Linked DNA regions of Gossypium hirsutum: regions 2 and 3 are each linked to region 1. A link is a contact called in public Hi-C data. All regions are on one chromosome and are shown on one strand. The core of a region is the stretch at or near the end of the contact, and the rest is flanking DNA. Distances in the headings are between cores, read along the strand shown.

The links. A called contact is a pair of places that touch in the nucleus more often than the background predicts.
Region 2: a contact with region 1 is called in a Hi-C map of leaf, with 4 times the contacts expected there. The contact joins the promoter of LOC107948426 here to the enhancer-like site in region 1. A contact is called at or near these places in 6 of 34 Hi-C or Micro-C datasets (leaf and petal).
Region 3: a contact with region 1 is called in a Hi-C map of leaf, with 2.3 times the contacts expected there. The contact joins the promoter of LOC107898485 here to the enhancer-like site in region 1. A contact is called at or near these places in 5 of 34 Hi-C or Micro-C datasets (callus and leaf).

What each region holds. Positions count from the first base shown.
Region 1 is chrA04:28,546,687-28,550,295 of Gossypium_hirsutum_v2.1, reverse strand. No RefSeq gene overlaps it. Among protein-coding and RNA genes, the nearest start is that of LOC107949284, 52 kb to the left of the region's middle. Within about 2 kb of position 1,880, at least 2 of the 9 cell types and tissues checked have an H3K27ac peak or open chromatin away from gene starts, as enhancers often do. A contact at or near this core is called in leaf, where this site is marked.
Region 2 is chrA04:28,798,852-28,802,460 of Gossypium_hirsutum_v2.1, reverse strand. LOC107948426 (DNA polymerase delta small subunit) reads right to left here and starts at 1,718. Exons shown (of 14, transcript XM_016882968.2): 1 at 1,472-1,718; 2 at 1,250-1,379; 3 at 281-387; 4 at 26-152. The coding sequence starts at 1,528.
Region 3 is chrA04:28,359,029-28,362,637 of Gossypium_hirsutum_v2.1, reverse strand. It overlaps LOC107898485 (enoyl-[acyl-carrier-protein] reductase [NADH], chloroplastic), which reads left to right and starts at 2,026. Exons shown (of 13, transcript XM_016823946.2): 1 at 2,026-2,241; 2 at 2,644-2,966; 3 at 3,175-3,284; 4 at 3,398-3,453; 5 at 3,549-3,609. The coding sequence starts at 2,690.

The DNA.
Region 1 (3,609 bases), core at 631-3,130:
TAAGCTCACTTCAGTTCGTCTGTTTACTTTCAGGTAACCCTCAGACTTAGGCGGGTTGGTGCGACGGGAGCTCGGTCATAACAATATTTTATAAATTTAATTTATTTAAATATGAGTTTGAGAGTTTTGCAAATTTTGAACTATCTTGAATATTTTGGACTGCTTTGATTTTGGACTTTATTTTCGATTTCCGCATGATGAATTTAAAATGTTTTATCAATAATGTTTATTTTTTTGCAAAACAACGGATTTTGAAATAACAAACCGTGTTTTACCAAAATTTTTTCTTTCTAAGAATTTCCACTGCAAAGCTATATGTTTTAGAAAATGAAAACAAACAACATTTACTATAAAACATCTAAGTAAGATATGTTTTCGAATAACCAGATTTTTGGGTAGTAGGAGCATACGACATATTTTCAAAATAAACGAATCTTACATTTTCAATTGAATTTACAGTAATATTTCCAAATCTGGTCATAACGTCTAGGTCGGATCTGGGGTGTTACAGTATTTATACATTTATTTGCTGGAAATTTTAGATATTTGAATTTTTGAAAAAGTAGTAAAATTTTTGCATTAATACAAAAAAATTATAAAATTGCATGGAACAATTTTTTATTAAAATAATATATTGACCTAAAAAATTATATTTATCTTATATTTTAAAAATAAAATTTAAAATTTTATCAATAGAAAATACATGATATTTTTTAAGTTAGTTTGTAGAAGTAAAAGGGTAAAAAATTAAATATATACATTTTTTGCATTAATAAAAAAATTAAAACTATATTAATTTATACAAGGGTAAAATAAAAAAATATAAATGATATGTAGAAAGCTATAGTCAATAAATTTAGAAAATTTTGAGCCCATGGAAATGTTTTCCCATTGATCACATCTTATAAAGTATTTTTGTAATTGATTTCTCAAATATTATTGTAAAGAACATATAGTTTGCTCTTTATGATAGACAAAAAAATTTATCCATCAACCTTATAAGGTGACTATGCGTTTGAAAAATTACATTTATCTCATACTTTAATTAAAATAAAAATTAAATTACTTCAAACTACATTTATCTCATATTTTAGAATTAAAATATTAAGTTTTATTAAAAAAAAAGTAGATGATAATTTTTTTAAATTAGTTTGTAGAGGTATTTGAAGGGGAAAATAATAATCTTCTTTTTTTGGTATAATTTCTATAACCCAACAAAATATTTTATGTGTAGTAAAAACTAAAAACAATTTATTTTTGAAAAAAAAGTATAAATTTTCTACATTTAAATCTAGAATCCATAATTTTTTTTCTTTTCGAAATTCCCTAAAAATGGTTTTTAAGAAATATAAATCCAAATTTTTAAGAAATATTAAGCACTGCATATTTCACATTATTTTTTCCCTTGCTAAAAACATTTCTCTTTTTTTTTTTCCTTTAAATATTTCAAAAGATTCAAGGTTTTTTTTTTCTGCTAAAAAGTAAAATATTTTGTAGACTTATTTTCTTCTTTGAGTAGGATGTAAACGTCCGATGATGCCATTGGAATAATTAAAGCATCAACCAAGAATCTGGTTGGGTCAAATTGAATACAGATGAGGCAGTAAAAGTTAGCATTGGTTTGACCCCTTTAGTAGGTCTTGCTAGGGAAGATGATGGGAGATGGCTCTTCAACTAGAGTCATGGTATTGGTAGTTGCAGCATGGAGTAAGTGGAACTTTGGGTGATTTACGATCGTCTCAAGATGTTTGGGAATAAAAAATTTCATCAAGTAGTTGTCTAAAGTGATCGCTTCTCGGTAGTGTGGATTTGTAATGGTCTCTTATAGAACACTACTGATAGAGCTATGGCAAAACGAATTCAAAAGCTTCATAGCGGGCAATAAATTATTTCATTTCGGCATATTTTTAAGGAGTTGAATAGTCAACTAATACGATGACAAGTCTACTTGAAAAAAGCCAAGTGGGCCATCACCAGTTTCTACAACCTAAAACAACAGTAGTGAGTAGTGGATTTCATAGGGAAAGATATTGATATTGATAGAGTGAGGATAGACTTCATCATGGGCTAGGCCGGATCACCCACCTAAGCTCAAAGGTCCGTCTGAAAAGTGGGAGGATTTGGGTAAAAATATAAGTTTGAAAAATTGGCTTGGACAATAAATAAGGCTTGTTTTCTAAACGGGTCAAGTATTGGGTAAGATTTTTTGGCTTGAGCCCCGTTCAGTCTGAATCTGCTTAAAATTTCTTTTGTTGTTGTTTGTTGCTGTTTAGCTACCATTTTGTTGTTGTTTTCCTACCAATTTGCTATTATATTACTACTATTTTGTTGTTATTGTTTAGATATTATATAAATTTTATTTTATTGTTAATTTTACTACTATTTTAGAGGCATTTTCTATTTAAGTTACAGCTTTCTTAGTGTTATTTAAGTACAAAGAATTTTTTTAATGTATTTTCAATTTGTTAGGAAACATTTATTTTAATATTTTAGTGTATTTGGTGTATTATATTTTTAAATATATTTTATATAAAAAATAAAAAAAAGAATTAATATGAGCGGGTCGAGTTGGGCTCTGGTTTAACAATTTTTGTTTGGGTTGAACTCGTGTAAAAATTTTAGGCCAATTTTTCAAGTTGAGAAGAACCCGAGCCTAGAAAACGGACCTAAAATTTGACATTGACTAGACCCAAACCCAGCCTGACTCATGGTTAAGTCTAAATGAGGATCAACAATATGTAATATGCCTTAGCCTACTTTTCCTACCAAAGAAAATATTTTTTTTCAAGTTTGTGGTGTAATTCTATGGTGTGTGCAGAGGTTTATTTTTAGTGTGAAAAAAAAGGAATTCAATGAAATATTAAACTTCTATATTTGTATTTTTTTTAAATTTTTTATTAGGGAACACTAAGGAGAAAAAGGGCATAATCTGGTTAAGTGGGATGATATTTGCACAGATACAAAACAAGGGGACCTTGGTCTCAAGAAGATCGACTACCTCAATAATGCTTTCTTCATGAAGATTGGTTTTAATATTATCAAGAACCTTGAGCAATTTTAAGTTCAAGTGCTTAGATCTAAATACAAATGGAAGGGTCACCTACCTGCTATTTTATCTGCCAGAAATGTGTCACGATTATGGAAGGGGATAGGTCGCGTTCGGAGTCATATCCAGGATGGTATTATATGGAATTTGGGTATGGCTCATATATGGATTTTTGGAGAGATTATTGGGTTAAAGATTGGGGACCACTTATTAATGTGTGTACTCAATCCGAAAAAGTCCCTACAGAGCATGTTCCTTTTCAAAATATGGTTAAGCTGAGTGGGGAGTGGAATTGGTCTGCGATTAGTTCAGCCTTGCTATCCCAGGTTCTTTTGAGCATTTCTACTTATAATGCTCCATCGGTTTTTGATGTGGATAACTTTATTGGATGGTGGCATGAGAAGAGGTCTACTTTCTCCATCTGTTCTGCTTACTCCACTAATTGCGGAATGGAAATTGCTAAAAGCAGTACATTTGGCATCAAATTTGGCATAATCTGGGACCTCAAAAGGTATGTGTTTTTCTTTGGCTGGCTTTTTTAAACAGGATCCTTAATAATGAGA
Region 2 (3,609 bases), core at 469-2,968, 250 kb before region 1:
ATAGTGAATTGATAGCAATACAGACCTGTTACATAAACTGAGGGTGAAAGCTTAGTACCGCCAAGCTTCACTCGTCCGCTTTCATCTTCCAAAACCAAGTAGTCATCTTGATGCATAAAATTATGAGGTTTTATAAGAGGGGCAACAGATCTCTGTAAATTATAAAAAGATTATACACAGAACGTTCAAAGTCAAACAACACTGAATTTCCAACATAGAGTTCAATATACAAAATGAAATAAACTAATCAATAATATACATCCATTAACAACCATATTACCTCCTTAGAGTATTCATCAAGAATGCAAGGTTTGAGTTTCATATGCTTATAAAGAGTACCAACAATGATGCATTCTTTGCCTTCTTCGAGCTCTAAAACTGTACAAACTACAAAAAGAGAGAAGGAAAATTTTTAAATTATTCCATGGAAACTAAAAACTCGATCAAACTACAAATTTATTTGAATCCCCATTATCTTTAGCCACAACCAATGAGAGGACTGGAAAGTTCTGGTACTTCAAATTTCTAATGTGAAAAAGTACACTACAGAGGCAACAAAATTTCAGATGCACAAATAATACCAACAACAAACTCATCAGAAATATGAGCAACAGTATCTAGTGCATTTTTTTTTTCAAAATAGAACCTGTCACCTTGAAGAAAGCTTTTGAATGAGAAATACTTATCAGAGTCTATGTTACTTGGACTCAAGTGTATCCTACGTGCATTGCAAGATTTTCTAAGTTTTTCCATCTTTTTGGAGAATCCTTGGAGATCAAATTCTCATGTGTGTCAGAAACGAGTGTCGGACAAGGGTACTCCAAGAAGAACGAAAATTCCGAGCAACATAGGTCAGACTAGTCCCCAACGAGTATGAGTACCAATAGTAATTCTTAGCCACAATGCAAGTATTTCAAACATAACCTTCCATGCTAATCAGTCAAAACCTCTAGAATGGAATCCAAATAATCACAGGGTAAGGACACACCAATCAAAAGCTAATACCAAAGACTTTTTTTATATTCACTGCGAACCCTAAGAGCCCCAGACACTGCAAATTACAAAAATTCCTTAAGTCCAAATGCAGGTAACAAAGCAGCCAAAAATGACTAGCCAAAGCTGCTGCTTGCTTCAAAACCCAAAACCCATAATAAGAAGAGGGAAAAAGAGTACCATAGTTAATAAATTAAAAGAATAAACAATTTTGGAAATCTCCCGAAATATTCCTTTTTTTTTTAAGAGAGGTTACCGGGGAGATGGGATTTCCAGTTGGGCACAAGGGAGTAAAGCAAAGTTCTCATCATGTGAAGACGAGCAAAGTAAATTTGACTGTACTGCTGGCCTCTGTAAACTTCCTTCTGAATCTCGAAATTCTCATCCTAAGACACAAAGAAAAAGGGGATTATAGTTTCACAAAATCAGAAGAGATTTTAGGATATTGTGAAAGGGAAGAAAATGAGGTTGGAGTTACTAAAGAGAGGTAAGTGGATTGTTTTCTCTGCAGTTGTTCTTGCGAGTCGACTTCCATGGCGGGAAACTTGGATTGGAGACTGAAATTTCTCTACGGCAATTCTTCTGAGTGGAGAGATTTTATACATCCAATTCACTTTACGATGTATTTATTTTAAGCCTCAATCAAGCCATTCGGGGATGTAGCTCAAACAGTAGAGCGCTCGCTTTGCATGCGAGAAGTACGGGGTTCGATACCCCGCGTCTCCAGTCTTGCTTAATTATATGAGCATTTATCATGTTTTTTTTTTCCTGTTTTCTATTTTGCAAATCTCTTTCTACTATTTTATTATTGAAAAGATTAATACAACATTTAGTAATTAAACTTGATATCAATTACTTTTTTTTCCTTATTTTAAATTTTTAATATCTCAAATGAGTTAGTTGATGAGTTATATAGCATTAAAAATATTATTTTTTAAAAAATATGTTGGAATTCCTAAGATTAAGGACAAAAAACTTACCTTATTACTAGGAGTTCCCTTGTAAATAGAAACTAATTTCAGTCACTGATTCTTAGGAAGTTACTGTTTTTTAGGGATTGTTTTCCTTGTTTGTGTGAATTCCTCTCTTTTTTGGTGTAAACTAATTAGCAGAATGAAAATAATCTTTTTCTAAGTTTCTTCATGGTATCAAGAGCTTTAGGATTCATTCGATCCTGCTCATTCGTCTCTAATATCCCTTCCTAAAAATTCATCCGGTTTAGTCCTCCTCTCATGGGTGACTTCAATGAAACTCTATCTAAAACTGAGACTTCACAAATAACTCAGAATGTCAATCAGGGAATCACTCAAGGTGAACTTAATTCCTCCCTTATAATCACCAATCATCGACTAGATAGGAAGAAATTCTTGAATGGTCTCAATCGGTCCTTATGGTGATTCGTGGTCGTGGCAAATTAGGATACATCAATGGAGAAATTCCACGACCAACCATAGCTAACTCGACTTATGCCACTTGGGAACTCAACAACTCGATTGTAATGGCTTGGCTAATTAATTCGATGGAAGGCCATATAAGCCGCACCTATCTCTTTTTCAAAACTGCAAAAGACATGTGGGATGCAGTTAAAGAAAACTACTCGGATCTTGGAAACGCCTCCCAAGTATTTCAGATCAAGCTTAAGTTAAAGGATATCCGACAAGGGACACTCAAAGTAACTCACTACTACAACAATCTAAAAATTTTGTGGCAGGAATTGGATATATACTATGAGGCAGATTGGGGTGAAGGCTTGGAACACACCAAGTTTATGACTCACCTCAACAATGAACGTCTTTATGAGTTTCTAGCAGGATTGAACCGTGAGTTAGATGAGGTTCGTGGCCAAATTCTGGGCAGATCACCTCTACCAACCATCGGTGAAGCATTTGCAGAAGTTAGAAGAGAAGAAAAGAGTCGTCTTGTCATGATGGGATACTCAAAGGAACTTAAACATGTGACAACTATTGGCAATCGGTCTACTGAGACCTCTGCCCTCATCTCCAGAGGTCCACAGCCACAAAAACCACGTGCTGGAAATGATTCTGGATCAACCAGACCATGGTGTAACCACTGCAACCGTGTTGGTCATACAAAGGAAAAGTGCTTCAAATTCCATGGCTATCCTGAAAAAAAACAGAATGATAATAAAACTGCCCTATTATCCTCCACTGCTGCAGATGATGTTCTCGATGTTCGCCTAACCAATACCCAACTTGAGACTCTCCATAAGATACTTGGTACTTCCACTGCTCATGGATCTCTAGCCACCCAAGGTACTGCCCTCAATATTGCCTTTGAATCAAATAATCAATCCTCTTGGATATGCGATTCGGGTGCCTACGATCACATGACAGGTAACTCCACTTTGTTTCACACCTACACCCCTTGTCATGACAAGTCCCGAATCTGCATAGCTGATGGTTCTTACTCACATGTGGCTGAAGTAGGAGAAGTACAAATAACAGAGAATTTTTCTCTCGATAAAGTCCTACATGTCCCAAACTTGTCCTGCAATTTACTTTCAATCAGTAAACTTACTAAGGATGAAAAACTTCTTGCTGAATTTTCTGCAATTGGTTGTGTGATACAAGAACAGAAATCGGGGAGGATGATTGG
Region 3 (3,609 bases), core at 777-3,276, 190 kb after region 1:
AGCATTGATGCACTTGGATCAATGGTCTTCATGCATGCTTGGGTAGGTTCGGCCAACACTTTAATTGAGGCATTAAGTTCATGTGGTTTCATCCAAAGGTGATGTCTTAAATGGGCTTCATGAAGAGACAAAATAGGTGTGAACATAGGAGCATGAATAGCCTTTGAGGTGTGAACACAAGTAGTCGAATGGTTGCATGTGTGAACTCCTAGTGTGAATGCTTTGATGTTAACATGGGGAAGAGATTCAGCCACTTTGGAGAATTGAAGGATAAAGTGACTCTTGGCCGAATGGTTGCTTTGGAAAGTCCAAAAATCATCATTCCAACTTAATTCATCCATGCATCTTACCGTCCAAGGAGTGATGTACCTGCAACATTAAAATCAAGCATTAATCACCAATGTAAACACATTAAGGTGGCAGCAAATATTAACATATTAAACACACTCATAAATTCGACTAACATAATAAATAATTGTAGTAATTTGGACACATTAAATCCTAGTTAAACCAAGACATATTAATAACATGTAATAACCTAATTAAATTCGGCACACTTATTTAAAATGTCCAGAATTAAACAAATTAATTATTTAAATAAATATGTTCAAATTTATTTAATGCATCAATCTTATTTAATAGCTAGGGACGAATAGACTTATTGAGCTCGATATAGGTGCATGAGCTAGTGATGAGCTGGGGGTAAGCTCGTGAGCTAAATCCGAGCTAGGTTTGGACTCGTAAGCTGGACCCGAGCTGGGGAGCTGGACATGAGCTGAATCTGAACTAGTAGCAAGTTGCGAGGTGAACTGGAAGAGTTAATTTAAGCTTCCTCGCTGCGGCTGGGCTGAGTTTCATCCCAAATTCGAGCTACAAGAGCTAAAATAGAATCTTTGAAAGCCTTAGCTCGAGCTCGGGTGATAGGGCCTTGTGGTAGCGTCAGATGATCTTTACTCGAACTAGCTGAATCGTTGGGCGCGCTCGCATCACATGCCATGTGGCAATCCAACCAATTAGAATGTGCAGTGTGCAGAGGCGAATCCAGGGGGGTTGACAAGGGCCCCGGCCCCCTGAAATGGAAAATTATTGTTTTGGCCTTCTAAAAAATTTTAAAAATTTTAAATTAGTAAAGGTAAAATTACACTTTAGCCCCCTAAAATTATGAAAATTTATTTAATCCTTTAAAAATTATAAATATATAAACTATTAAAAATTAAAATTTCATTTCGGTCCCCCTAATTTTTTTTTGCTTCACCTCTGGGTGTGTGACAGTAAATTTATTAAAATTAAATAATTTAAATTTATATGAAAAAGTAGAAAAAAAGAATATTTAAAAACTAAATATTTTAATACATTAACTTTAATCAATCATTGGCCATCATTGATCGATATTTGATCGAATATTGACCTACGTCTAAATTATAAATTAAAATTTTTAATTTCTAGACATTAAGTTTTTCTTTAAGTTAAACTTTTTCTTTTTTACTTTTATTCATTTTGAATTTTTAGAATTTGAAATAAAATTTATTCCTGAATATATATTTTTGAAAAATGGAATTTTTTTAATTTTCTAAAATTTAAATACTTTTTCAATTTTATAAAATTTACAATTTTTATATATTATTATGATTTTTTAAAATTTATATTTATATATTTTAGAATTTTAAAATTTTAGTATTTTAGAATTTTTTAAATATTTTTTATTTTTTATATGTTATATGATTTTTTTTATTTTTTAATCAATAGAATATAAATTGTATTAAAAATACAAAAAAATGATGTCACATATTCTAATAGTCTCACGTATATATCTTATTTTCTTTTATGCCTTAAATTAATTTGGATAATAAAAAATAATTTAAATAGAAAGGTGAGACAAAAAAATTTTTAAGTACTAAAATTGAAAAAACAAGTATAATTCGGGCCATAAGGCTATTTTTGACAGCAAGTCAAATCAACGAGTCAAGAGTCCAATCCATTCACAGCCAACAAAAAGAGAAAGAAGGGCATAATAGTAATTTGAGTAAGGATCCAAAACCAAACTGAGGTCGACATTTCCAAAGCTCCCGTCGTTGCTTCCCAACTGTTGGAAACCAAAACTCCATCAACCACTTCGGTTTCATCGAAACCCCCAAAACATAACCCCACTTCCCTCCTCTTTTCTTTATATTCTCATCACCTCACTGCTCTTTCCGTACAATCCCCACATTCATAACCCAATCTTCCTCCTCCTTTGCTTCGGTGAGTTTTCAGATCTTTCCATGTTATTTCTTGCTCAATGTTATTCAAACTTTACTAATGCCTTCATTCCATTTACATGTTTATTTGAGCATTAAGGGAAATCTTCTGCTTCTAATTTGGTCCCTTAGAAATCTGATGAAAATAACCAACCATTTATTACATGTCAGAGCATTACACCACACAATGGCCAAGCCAACCAGAGATTTGGGTGTTGGAGACAATTTATTTACCAAGAAAAAGTTTTTGTCATCTTATTACATTCCCACAGAGGGGATGTTGGTGTCTCTTATTTTATAAAGTTATCACTCTTGCTAATGATATTACTTAAAAATGTTGCCTTTCTGTTAACCATAATGCCTTGTGTTTTACTTGATTATTTAACTGTTCCACTTGATCTTGTAGAACTGTATTGACTTTGGGTGATTCAAGTAAGATAAAAGAAGAAAATATGGGAACCGCAGCAACTCCTGGCCCTTACATGACCAACATTAAACCTTGTATTTCTTCTTCTCGTAAAATTGTTGTCTCGACCATGGTGAACATCATCGCTCAGCATAAAGAGGCATCATGGTCAGGGCTTGCAAGTGCCTCTCACATCTCGTCAAGGCAGCCGTTCCTCCATAGGATCACTTCAAAGCCTGTCAAGTTTGAAAAGTTTGTTACAAGAGCCATGTCTGAACAAAGTGACAACAAGCCTTTTTCTGGACTTCCTATTGATTTGAGAGGTAACCTGTCCTTATTTCCCCCTCTCTTATAACTTCTATGCGTTAATTCAATAATGTTGAATACAGATTAGAATACATGATGATGTTGTATCAGCTAACCATGTTTTTTGAATCTTGACATGACTGAAAAGCTCTTAAGACATGAAATTTGTCTGTGCAGTATGGACGTAAACCACTTGAACATCTAATATGATGTGTCGGTTTGCAGGTAAAAGAGCATTTATAGCTGGTGTTGCTGATGACAATGGATATGGTTGGGCAATAGCAAAATCTCTTGCTGCTGCTGGAGCTGAAATTCTTGTTGGAACATGGGTGCCTGTATGTATCTTTATATAACATATGTGTCATTTAGAAGCAAAGAGTCTCATTTTAAGGTCAAAGTTGTACTTTTTTACAGTTTTTCTTATAACTGCAAACATTTCTTTTTGCAGGCACTCAACATATTCGAAAGCAGTCTAAGACGTGGGAAATTTGATGAATCACGCATGTAAGAACAAAAATGTTCTTTCCTGTTGATTGCGTAGATTTTGGTATTTGCCGATTTCTCACTTACGGTATGCTGATTGGAATTTTCTTTTCCAGATTGCCAGATGGGTCATTAATGGAGATCACCAAAGTTTATCCCATGGATGCTGTTTATGAC